Linked DNA regions of Sus scrofa: regions 2 and 3 are each linked to region 1. The links are chromatin contacts, called in public HiChIP or PLAC-seq maps. All regions are on one chromosome and are shown on one strand. Each heading gives the region's core, a stretch centred on a gene start, on an enhancer-like site or on the middle of the called end of the contact. The rest is flanking DNA. Distances are from core to core; before and after follow the strand shown. Region 1 has its middle 68 kb from the start of KCNJ16. Region 2 has its middle 160 kb from the start of MAP2K6. Region 3 has its middle 34 kb from the start of KCNJ2.

Region 1 (3,081 bases), core at 171-2,670:
GATTAATCCAGGCCCACCCACCATCCTCTGCTTTTTGATCAATTCAAAACCAACTGGTTTGGGGCCTTAATGGAATCCGAAAAATGGCTTCACCTTTGTTATACTCTGTTGGCAAGAAGCAAGTCACAGGTTCTACCCACCAACAGGGCGAGGGGAATCACAGAGGGCTATGAACACAGACAGCAGGAATCATGGAGGCTACCAGCAGGATCTGCCCGCCACAGTTGTCCACGTCTACACATTAGCATCATTGTACATAAGGATTTTTAGGGGAGTTCTTTTGAATCATAATATCTAATGATACTGGAGCTGCACTCCTATGCAGCAACAGCCAGCAGGGTGGACTGTCCACAGCCCCTTTCACTCAGGACATGCCCTCCTGAGTTTACATTAGCCTGTCTTCTACCTCTTTCTATTGTCTTTACTCACTCGTGCTACCTGCTTCACCTCTGTGGCCACTTAAGGTTACCAGCCCCACAGTAAACCTTTGCTAAAGTTGTTTCAGTATAGCGGTTGTATGTCTATTTTTGTTGCTTCTGCCTATGTTTTCAGGAAGTCGTAGTGGTGTTCCGCATTAAGAGAGTATTGGAGATTACTTCTTTTACAGAAAAGGGGTAAAAAAATGTCTAAAAAGACTCTTTGAGAGGATAGAAATGGAGGGGGAAAAAGGGATAAGAAACACTGTTTTCGGGGAAGAAGAGCAGGCAGACCATGTCATTTGCTGCCCAGTGCAGCATGAAAATGTGGGGCAATGTATCGAAGATTTCAAACGGTGGCCGCCACAGAGCATTAAATCCGGGATGGACCAAGGATGGAGCCCTTTTAAGCGTAAGGCCCTGTCCAACGACCCAGCTCACACTGATGAAGCCAGCCCTGGAGAAGAGCCTTTGGTGGCAGCTCCTGTGACTGTTCTGAGGGATGTCACAGTAGATCTCCTGCTCATTGATCCCCCTCATGCAACGCCTCATAATTAAGACGCCTCTTATCCCCAGGCTGGCGGAGGTTTGCTGAGCTGACTTATTCTTCATGATTAGAGGCAAACTCTGCTAATGTCCTGCTTAAAAAAAAAACAAAAACAAAAAAAAATTGAAGAGGTAGAGGAACAATGAGTATTTCTGTCATTTTGATTTCTCCATTTTGTCTGTGAATTTGGCCTTCTTTTTGTCTTCCCCAAAGCATGCAAGTTTTGTTGAAATTTCATCAGATCCCTTCTGGTGAAAGTGGGGAACATGGGGGAAAAAAGGTTATTTCTCAAGGAGGATGGAGACCTCCGCTTCCTCCCTCTTTGGCCCCGCTCGGGAGTTTCTGGTGCTGCCTGACCGGGAGCTCTGGCAGAGGAAATGACCTAAGCCTGCTCCGCGGCTTACTCAGGGGCCTGTGCGGCACTGCCCAGCGGGGCCGGTGGTGACCTCTCTCTCTTCCCTTTCTCCTGCCAGCTCCCAAAAATAACCCAGTGGGAACAACCCAGCAGCTTCTCCCTCAAGGCCTGCAAATCAAAGCTCTGATTAGGTCAAAGGATGGGAAATGTGCAGAGCTGCCCGGGGGGCGCTCGATGCCAAGGGCTTAGAAGCCTTCCTGTTCCCTCAGAGGTTGGCCTGGAGCCACGAGACTGACTTCAGTCCGGGCACCTTTACCCATCTGTCCGTGTCCTTGAACTTGCTGCGGAGAAGCAGCTGGGTTGTTCCTGGATTCCAGAAGTCCAGGGATGATCACCGTCCAGCCTATGTTTGCCAGATGCCTGACCAAGGAAAGCCCAGCCTTGCTGGGGATGCCTCTCCTGCTGGGGCCCTGCTTTCTGTGACGTCAAAGGAGGCCACCACAGAAGCCACTTATTCATGTCTGATGGGGACTCTGAGAGCAGCAGCTAGCATCACCATGATGCCACCTGACAGCATGGATTAAGAGCACATGAAATAGGAGTTCAGATGGTGCCGTATGTTAAAGATCTGACGTTGTCATGGCAGTGGTTTGGCTTGCCACTCTGGCTCAGATCCCTGGCCCGGGAACTTCCACATGCCATGGGCGTGGCCAAAAAAAGAGCATGAAATAGTCTTTGCTCATAGCTAAAGACTTTTTTTTTTTTTTTTTTTTTTTTTTTTGTAGGCATTGAGGAGATGAGATAGAGCAGAATGGGGAGGGGTGGTGGTTGGGAAGCATCATAGCAAAGGCTCCGTCACAGAGAGGAGCACACTGTCAAACTGTAGCCCAGTGGCAAGCTGACCTCCACCGAGGTTTGTGAGTACAATTTTGTTGAGATGCTTTTTCTCTTACACATTCTCTAGGGCTGCTTTTGTGCTGCCACGGCAGAGCTGAATAGTTGGGACAGTCTATGGTCTGCAAACCCTAGCACATTAAATCCTCTTGCCTTTTACAGAAAAAGTGTGCCAATTCCTGCCCTAGGATAATGACCACACGTCCAGCGCTTGCTATGCTTGTGTACAATGCATGTCGTCTCTCACGGTGGTCTCACAGCACCAGCTCAGGGAGGGTACTCTTCTCCCCATCGGACAGCTGGGGAAGGCGAGGGACAGCTGCGCTCACACAGATGCACATGGTAAATGACGGCCTGGGGTGTGAACCCACATCTGTCTGACACCATGGACTTCTTTTTAGCACCCTGTGTTGCCCCATAGCCACCTACCGCTTGGTGTGTTGGTTTGAGTCACTGGTAGAAAATTCCAGTATCTTCAGGGGCCATGCAGGGCACTGCTGTAAGCGAGAGGGAGTGGTGTGTGTGTGGCCAAGCTGGAAAGCACAAGCCCAGCCTAAAGGCATTCAAACATGAATTGTTTTTATAAAGCTCCCAGGGCCAAACAAAACATGGCAGCAGGCCTTATTAGGCCAGCAGGTCCCTGGTTTGCGACCTTTGGACAGAGCCTGCATCAGCTTGGGCAAGAGGACTCATGATATGCTCAGAAAGGAAACCAGAGAGCCTGTTTGTCTCACCCGCCCGCTCTGGTTCACTTCTTTGGGAACATCCCAGCCGGCTGAACAGGGGAATGGTGGCCTTTGGGCCAGGCAGGCCTAGTTTTCCATCCCAGCTCTACCACGAGTTATGGTATAACTTGGAGTCAATAAACG
Region 2 (3,081 bases), core at 275-2,774, 250 kb before region 1:
ATGAATTGGCCTCACATGTCATGGCCAACATGCTTAGATTTTATTCTATGGCAAGTGAAGGATGCTGAGAAAAGTGAGGGTATAATGAGCCACATTTAATGATTCAGTGGATGATGGGCTGGAATGGTGCATGAGATGCATGGGAGCCGGAATGGATCTGGAGACGCAAGAAGAGGGAGGCAGTGATTACAGTTGTCTGGGTAAGAGGGATGACAGACTGTCTTAGGATGTAAGAGAGGGCAATGTGAGAGTCACCTCGGGGGTTAAAGCTAGAGGGGTGATTGAAGGTCAGAGGCAAGGAGGGCGGAAAAATTGCCTGAGAAAATCTGTGTCTGAGAAAATGGAGGAGTCACTGACGTAGAAATGGAGGGAAGCCAGGAAACCAAGGCCATGGGAATAAAGAAAGATGATCAGTCACGCTTTGAACACACAGGCCTGATGTCTAGCACCAGTGGGACATGCTGGTGGAGCTATCTCGTAGACCACTGGAAAAGCCTTGGGAGCTATTTCTGCTCAGATGCCTGAGGGATCTAGCTTGTTACTAAATCCATGTAGGCCAGATTCTTTTTCATACCTCTTGTATTCAGTATTACTTTTTTGCACTATGCTCCTTAGTATCTAGTTCCAGTGTTCCCGTTTGGAGGCAATGTGCCCAATGGTGCAGTTAGCAGATACATGATTCTGACTGGCCTCTGTGTGTGCATGTGTGCGTGTGCATGTGTGATCATTATGGCTTAGTCCATAAGGACACATACAATCCTTTAATTTATCAGACCCCAGTTTCCTAAGTTGTAATATATAGTTAACAATAACCAGCATGTCTACCTCCCAGGATGGTTCTATATCCAAACGAAAATGTTCTAAAAGTACATTCTAAAGGAATTAGAATTAGGAAATTCTAAAAGTGCAATTAAAGTGCTATCTCATGAAAGAAAATCAGGAGTTCCCGTCATGGCTCAGTGGTTAACAAATCTAAGAACCATGAGGTTTCAGGTTTGATCCCTGGCGTTGCTCAGTGGGTTAAGGATCCGGCGTTGCCGTGAGCTATGGTGTAGGTTGCAGATGCGGCTTGGATCCTGCCTTGCTGTGGCTCTGGCGTAGGCTAGTGGCTACAGCTCCGATTAGACCCCTAGCCTGGGAATCTCCGTATGCTAGGGGAGTGGCCCTAGAAAAGGCAAAAAGACAAAAAGACAAAAAAAGAATTGTTAAAAAAAAAGAAAGTCATCATACTCATCATGAAAAGTCTATTAATGGATGTCTCTAGGGTGATTTTTGAACGCATTCTCACACTGCTTCCTATAAAGTAGGAAATCACCGAAGGAGAGTTCCTTTTGGAGGGGGGGCATTCGTCTGTGAATCATAGGTTTATTTCTTCTAAAGTAACAAATGCAAAGAGAAAGAAAGCCCAACTGCATAAACACTTCTACTTCTATTTTAAACTCAAAGTGCATCACCCAAACCACAAAACCCCGGATCAAATTTAGCTCCTGCCCAGCCCTTGCCCGGCCCCCGGGCTCTCCCAGAGGTGAACTGCTGGGAAAGTGTCTGGGCTCCAAGCCCAGGCTTGTTTAAATGGCTTCTTCCTCTCCCCTCCCCACGCCTTCCCTCCAGCACACCTGTTTGCAGAACTCCTTCCTCTCTTGTCCAGGCGTCTTGATTCTGGTCACGACCACCTGTTAAGGATGACGCAGATTTAGCCCTACGCACATCCTTGCCTTGTTGCTGCCTTCAGGGTCCCAAACTGTGTTGATTCACCCCACAGGACATTATTTTTAGTCTTTATCTCTAAGTGGTTTTGTTTTCTTTCCGCCACCTTTTGACCCGAGAGCTGGAAATAAAGTCCACCTTCCATAAAGACGAGAAAGTTGTCAGCCGCTTCCTTCCTGCTCACATGAAAGACCCACCCAACGGAGCTTGGGGAAGATGCTGAAAATTTTCAATTTCCTAGTCCTGAAAACAGCCGCTCTGAGCACGTTGCATCTCTTTCTTGTACGCCAAGCAGAGTGTTATCCAGAATAGGCAGCCCTTTCAAAGGGTGGTGAAAACGTTCAAGGGGAGTGAAATAAAAGAAAACCACATTTGCCTCTCTGTTTGATTGTGGCTGCTGAACTCAAACATCTGGGTGGATTTGAGTAACTTGTCTACTTCTGTTTTTTGAAATATTTAAAAGAAATTCGCATCAATTCATAACACAGGGAAATTGACTCGATAATGTGTAATAACCTATCTGGGAAGAGAATCTGAAAAGGAATGGACACATGTATTTGTATAACTGAATCACTTTGCTGTACACCTGGACCTAACACATCATTAATAATTTTTTTTTTTAAAAAAGGAAAGTCACAGGCAAAGAGAGAAATTATTGTTTTTGGCATAAAACTATGTGAAACAATGGCTTCCGTGAACTGGAGACCTAGTTTTCACTCTGGAATAAAATATGGGAAATTGCTTTGTAAATTATAAGGGGCTAGGTATATAAAGGGCTTGAAAATTATAGTTTGTTATCCCTGATTTTGAAGTGAATATATAGATAAGATAACTGAAATAGAATAGGCAGATATAAAGACAAAAGTAAACAATGTGTGAGTACCCTGTATCTTTTCCCTAATTTTTTTTCATTTTTCTTTTTAGGGCCGCACCTGCAGCATATGGAAGTCCCCAGGCTAGGAGTTGAATTGGATCTGCAGCTGCCAGCCTTTACTACAGCCATAGCAACACCAGATCCGAGGCAAGTCTGCAACCTACACCACAGCTCATGGCAACGCTGGATCCTTTAACCCGCTGAGCGAGGCCAGTGATATATATATACATATATATATATATATATATATATATATTCTTTTTCTCATATTATCCTCCATCATGTTCCATCACAAGTGAGTAGATATAGTTCCCTGTGCTATACAGCAGGATCTCATTGCTTATCCACTCCAAATGCAATAGTTTGTATCTGTTAACTCCAGACTCTCAGTCCATCCCACTCCCACCTCCTCCCCCTTGGCAACCACAAGTCTGTTCTCTAAGTCCATGAGTTTCTTTTCTGTGGAAAGGTTCATCTGTGCCGTACATTAGATTCCAGTT
Region 3 (3,081 bases), core at 274-2,773, 220 kb after region 1:
TTTAACTCTTCGGGTCATGTGCATCGGGTGTAGGAACTTTTTTTCTACCATAAGCGACACCAATAAATGTGTGTTATTACCCCCTGTGTTCATTCCTCCTCCTCACCCAGACCTCGAATGTGGTAGCAGAAGTTCCTGCAGCCATCTCTTGAAATTAAGAATCGAGAACACTCCTTACAAGGGAAATTGGACAAGTAGGAAATACTGCACATCTCCAGACTTGTGCAGGGGTGACAATCAATATGATTTCAAACTGACAGAGTGAACCATGTATCTGGAGGGGATTACCTAGGAAACAGAGCCCGGGAAGGAAAAAAAGATGAGCTGGTTATGTCCAACTTGAACTTGGAAATGACATTTGATGGAGTTGGTCTCTGTGGAAAGCACATGTTTTATGGGGGAGTTGAGGAAGTGCCACTATGATTATAAAACAAATACAAAAGAATGACTTTTGGCCTGGAAATCCCTCCGAGACGCTGAGGGCTGAGTGACCCTGATAAGAGGATTGACCAGGCCTACTGCCAGGTTTCTCTTTATCTTCTTCCTTCCCTCCTGCAGAATTACATGCCCTGTTTTAATGGGACTGTCACTAGCACTAGTGACCTGAAAGCCGCAGAGACTCAGGCCAGCAAGCACTGCACAGCTTGGGCAGAAAAGCAAAACTCCACTGATGCTGTGTCTCAGGACCTCCGGGGGAGACCAAACTGCCCGAGTTCACCCACGTGGGCTCTGAACCCAGGTTTCATATTAAATATTCACACCTAACTCCTTGGAAGGATACGTGCCAAGCAGGTTCTCTGGACCACTCTTGTTAGTGATGGGGCACCAAATTCGACCCAGTTTAAAATATTCCATGAGTTCCATCTGTCACAGGCATCGATTCTTCTCTTCTGAATGTTCTGGGAGGCATGTGTATAAGCCCCTGAGTTCTTTTGGAAGCCAAGCTTAGCCTGTGGACTTCTAGAAACCTCCCTTCCACACCCTTGGTACTCTGTAAATCACCAAGCCCTACCCCAATTCTAAATTTAGTGTGGCTGCTTTCCCTGTCTCGCCTCCCTCTCCCTCTCACTTTCATTTTTAAAGGAGCAGTATGACCCTTACTCTGGAGAAAAAATTTTTGAGTACCGCACGCAGAATGCAAAGAGGAGGAACACCGATAAAGCAGGAGGGAGGCTCTTGGCAAATTCTCAGCAAAGGCTCTTTTGGATGGGAGACCTTTGAAAATGAAAGTGGGTAACTGAGACGCTGCTCTGATAATTCTGTGGCCAGAGGGCAAGCAAGCCCTCCTACAGGGACATTTTCCTGAAGAGGCAGAAGCCCAGTGTTGCCTGGACACCGTCATTCGTCTGCATGGCTTTGGAGCTTTTCTTCAGTAAGAAAAACCTTATGTCCCAGTCAATTCCCAAGTTCCTCTTTCACGGCTCTTAGTTTACTAAAGCAACTTAACATGATCCTGTTAGGGCTGTGTGGTTGGGTCATGAGATTTGGACGAGGGCAAGCAGCATCTTGCTACATCATGTCACCCTCTGCTCCTTTCCTTGGGGCATGTCCAGGCCTGTGGTTTGGGATCTTTTATACAGAGTTTGGAAGCTTAGGTCAACATGGCTGAATGTTTCAAAGTTTAGTAGACTCTGAGTTGCCGACCAACTATAAGGAATCTAACCATTCAACCACTTAGCAGGGGATATTTAAAAATAAACGATTGCCTTTTGCTGTTTGGTCTCATTGATTTATTCTGCTTTATAAATACTGCAAAGGAAAAGGATCCTGGGTCTAGAGTCTGTCTATCATCCCAAGAAAAAGCCACTAGACTGAGATTGAGGGTCTTCTAAATAATTAAGACCCCCTGAGCTGGGTGATCTCTGATGTCAGGCTCTCGATGGAAACTTTGGAGACCTTGCAGGCTGAAGAGAGAAAGGTTAATCATTTAAAGTTTTCAGCAAGCCCGGTGGATGAAAAGCCAAACAGAGAGATTAAGTTTTGCTGCATTCCATAGCCCAAGAATGCTTTTTCTCTAGTCTATCATTTACCACTGGGGCCTATAAAACATTCTTCATCACTATCTAAGTAACTTGAACTTGAGATAGAAAGAGCCCCAAGAGGTTCAGACCCTGTGAAAACTTCTTTACAGAAAGTGATCAGAAAACTTCACATTTTCACATAAAATGCTCCAGTCCCATGCACTGTGGCTAAAGGCTCTCTGTTTGCATTAGAAGTACGCGTTGGCGAGCAATTACTTCTTGCGTGCTGTGCTGCCTCTCGATGCTGTTTGATACCCGCTTTTCAAGGGAGGCCACAGGGGTAGAGTTAAGGTAAGTGGTAGCCTCTGCCAGTCGCTACCAATTCCAGAATCAAAGATTCTTCAGAACACCAAAGGGACATCAGCTCATCCAGTCAGAATCCATTTTATACCCAAGGGAAAGTTCATCTGCCGACAGAGACAAAGCCATGGAGGGGCAGCAGAGGAAGAAATCACAGCTACGAAGGACCAGGGCTCTCCAGAATCAGCAGAGGCCACAATCAGTCCTGATGCTGCTGGAGGTTGACACAGTTTCCATTTGTAATCATTAAATGGGAAAAGTGATCACTGCAGGACCCTTTGCTGGGGAGTTTCTGCCGTGGCTCCGTAGAAACGAATCTGACTCGTATCCATGAGGACGTAGGTGCGATCTCTGGCCTTGCTCAGTGGGTTAAAGATCTGGTGTTGCCAGGAATTGTGGTATAGGTCACAGACATGGCTTGGATCTGGCACGGCTGTGGCTGTGGTACAGGTTGGCAGCTACAGGTCTGAGTCGACCTCTAGCCTAGGAACCCCCATATGCCTGGGTGTGGCCCTAAAAAAGAAGAAAAAAAAAAGACCCTTTGCTAAACAGAAGCCCATTATTTTCTAGAAGTGCTTCTGAACAGAACTGTTAATTGGTCATTAATTTTTTTAGAAAGGCTAGAGTGTGGGCAAGGAAAACAATGTGGGAAACAGCTGGTAAGAAAAATGATGAATGAGCTTCATCTTCTCTGAAATGTAAACAAAATGAGGGCATTTAAAAAAGTCTCACCCAAAGGGAACCTTCCTACATGGTTGGT

The links. HiChIP or PLAC-seq counts read pairs in DNA pulled down with a chosen protein or histone mark.
Region 2: an H3K27ac HiChIP or PLAC-seq map of skeletal muscle shows a contact between it and region 1. The contact joins two enhancer-like sites. A contact is called at or near these places in 1 of 47 Hi-C or Micro-C datasets (liver) and 1 of 2 datasets of contacts at active chromatin or transcription factors (skeletal muscle).
Region 3: a contact with region 1 is called in an H3K27ac HiChIP or PLAC-seq map of skeletal muscle. The contact joins two enhancer-like sites. A contact is called at or near these places in 5 of 47 Hi-C or Micro-C datasets (fetal heart ventricle, mesenteric adipose tissue, retroperitoneal adipose tissue and 1 more) and 1 of 2 datasets of contacts at active chromatin or transcription factors (skeletal muscle).

Annotation. Positions count from the first base shown.
Region 1 is chr12:10,604,835-10,607,915 of Sscrofa11.1, reverse strand. No RefSeq gene overlaps it. Among named protein-coding and RNA genes, the nearest start is that of KCNJ16, 68 kb to the right of the region's middle. Within about 2 kb of position 1,420, at least 11 of the 83 cell types and tissues checked have an H3K27ac peak or open chromatin away from gene starts, as enhancers often do. A contact at or near this core is called in skeletal muscle, where this site is marked.
Region 2 is chr12:10,858,399-10,861,479 of Sscrofa11.1, reverse strand. No RefSeq gene overlaps it. Among named protein-coding and RNA genes, the nearest start is that of MAP2K6, 160 kb to the left of the region's middle. Within about 2 kb of position 1,524, at least 9 of the 83 cell types and tissues checked have an H3K27ac peak or open chromatin away from gene starts, as enhancers often do. A contact at or near this core is called in skeletal muscle, where this site is marked.
Region 3 is chr12:10,388,788-10,391,868 of Sscrofa11.1, reverse strand. No RefSeq gene overlaps it. Among named protein-coding and RNA genes, the nearest start is that of KCNJ2, 34 kb to the right of the region's middle. Within about 2 kb of position 1,523, at least 20 of the 83 cell types and tissues checked have an H3K27ac peak or open chromatin away from gene starts, as enhancers often do. A contact at or near this core is called in skeletal muscle, where this site is marked.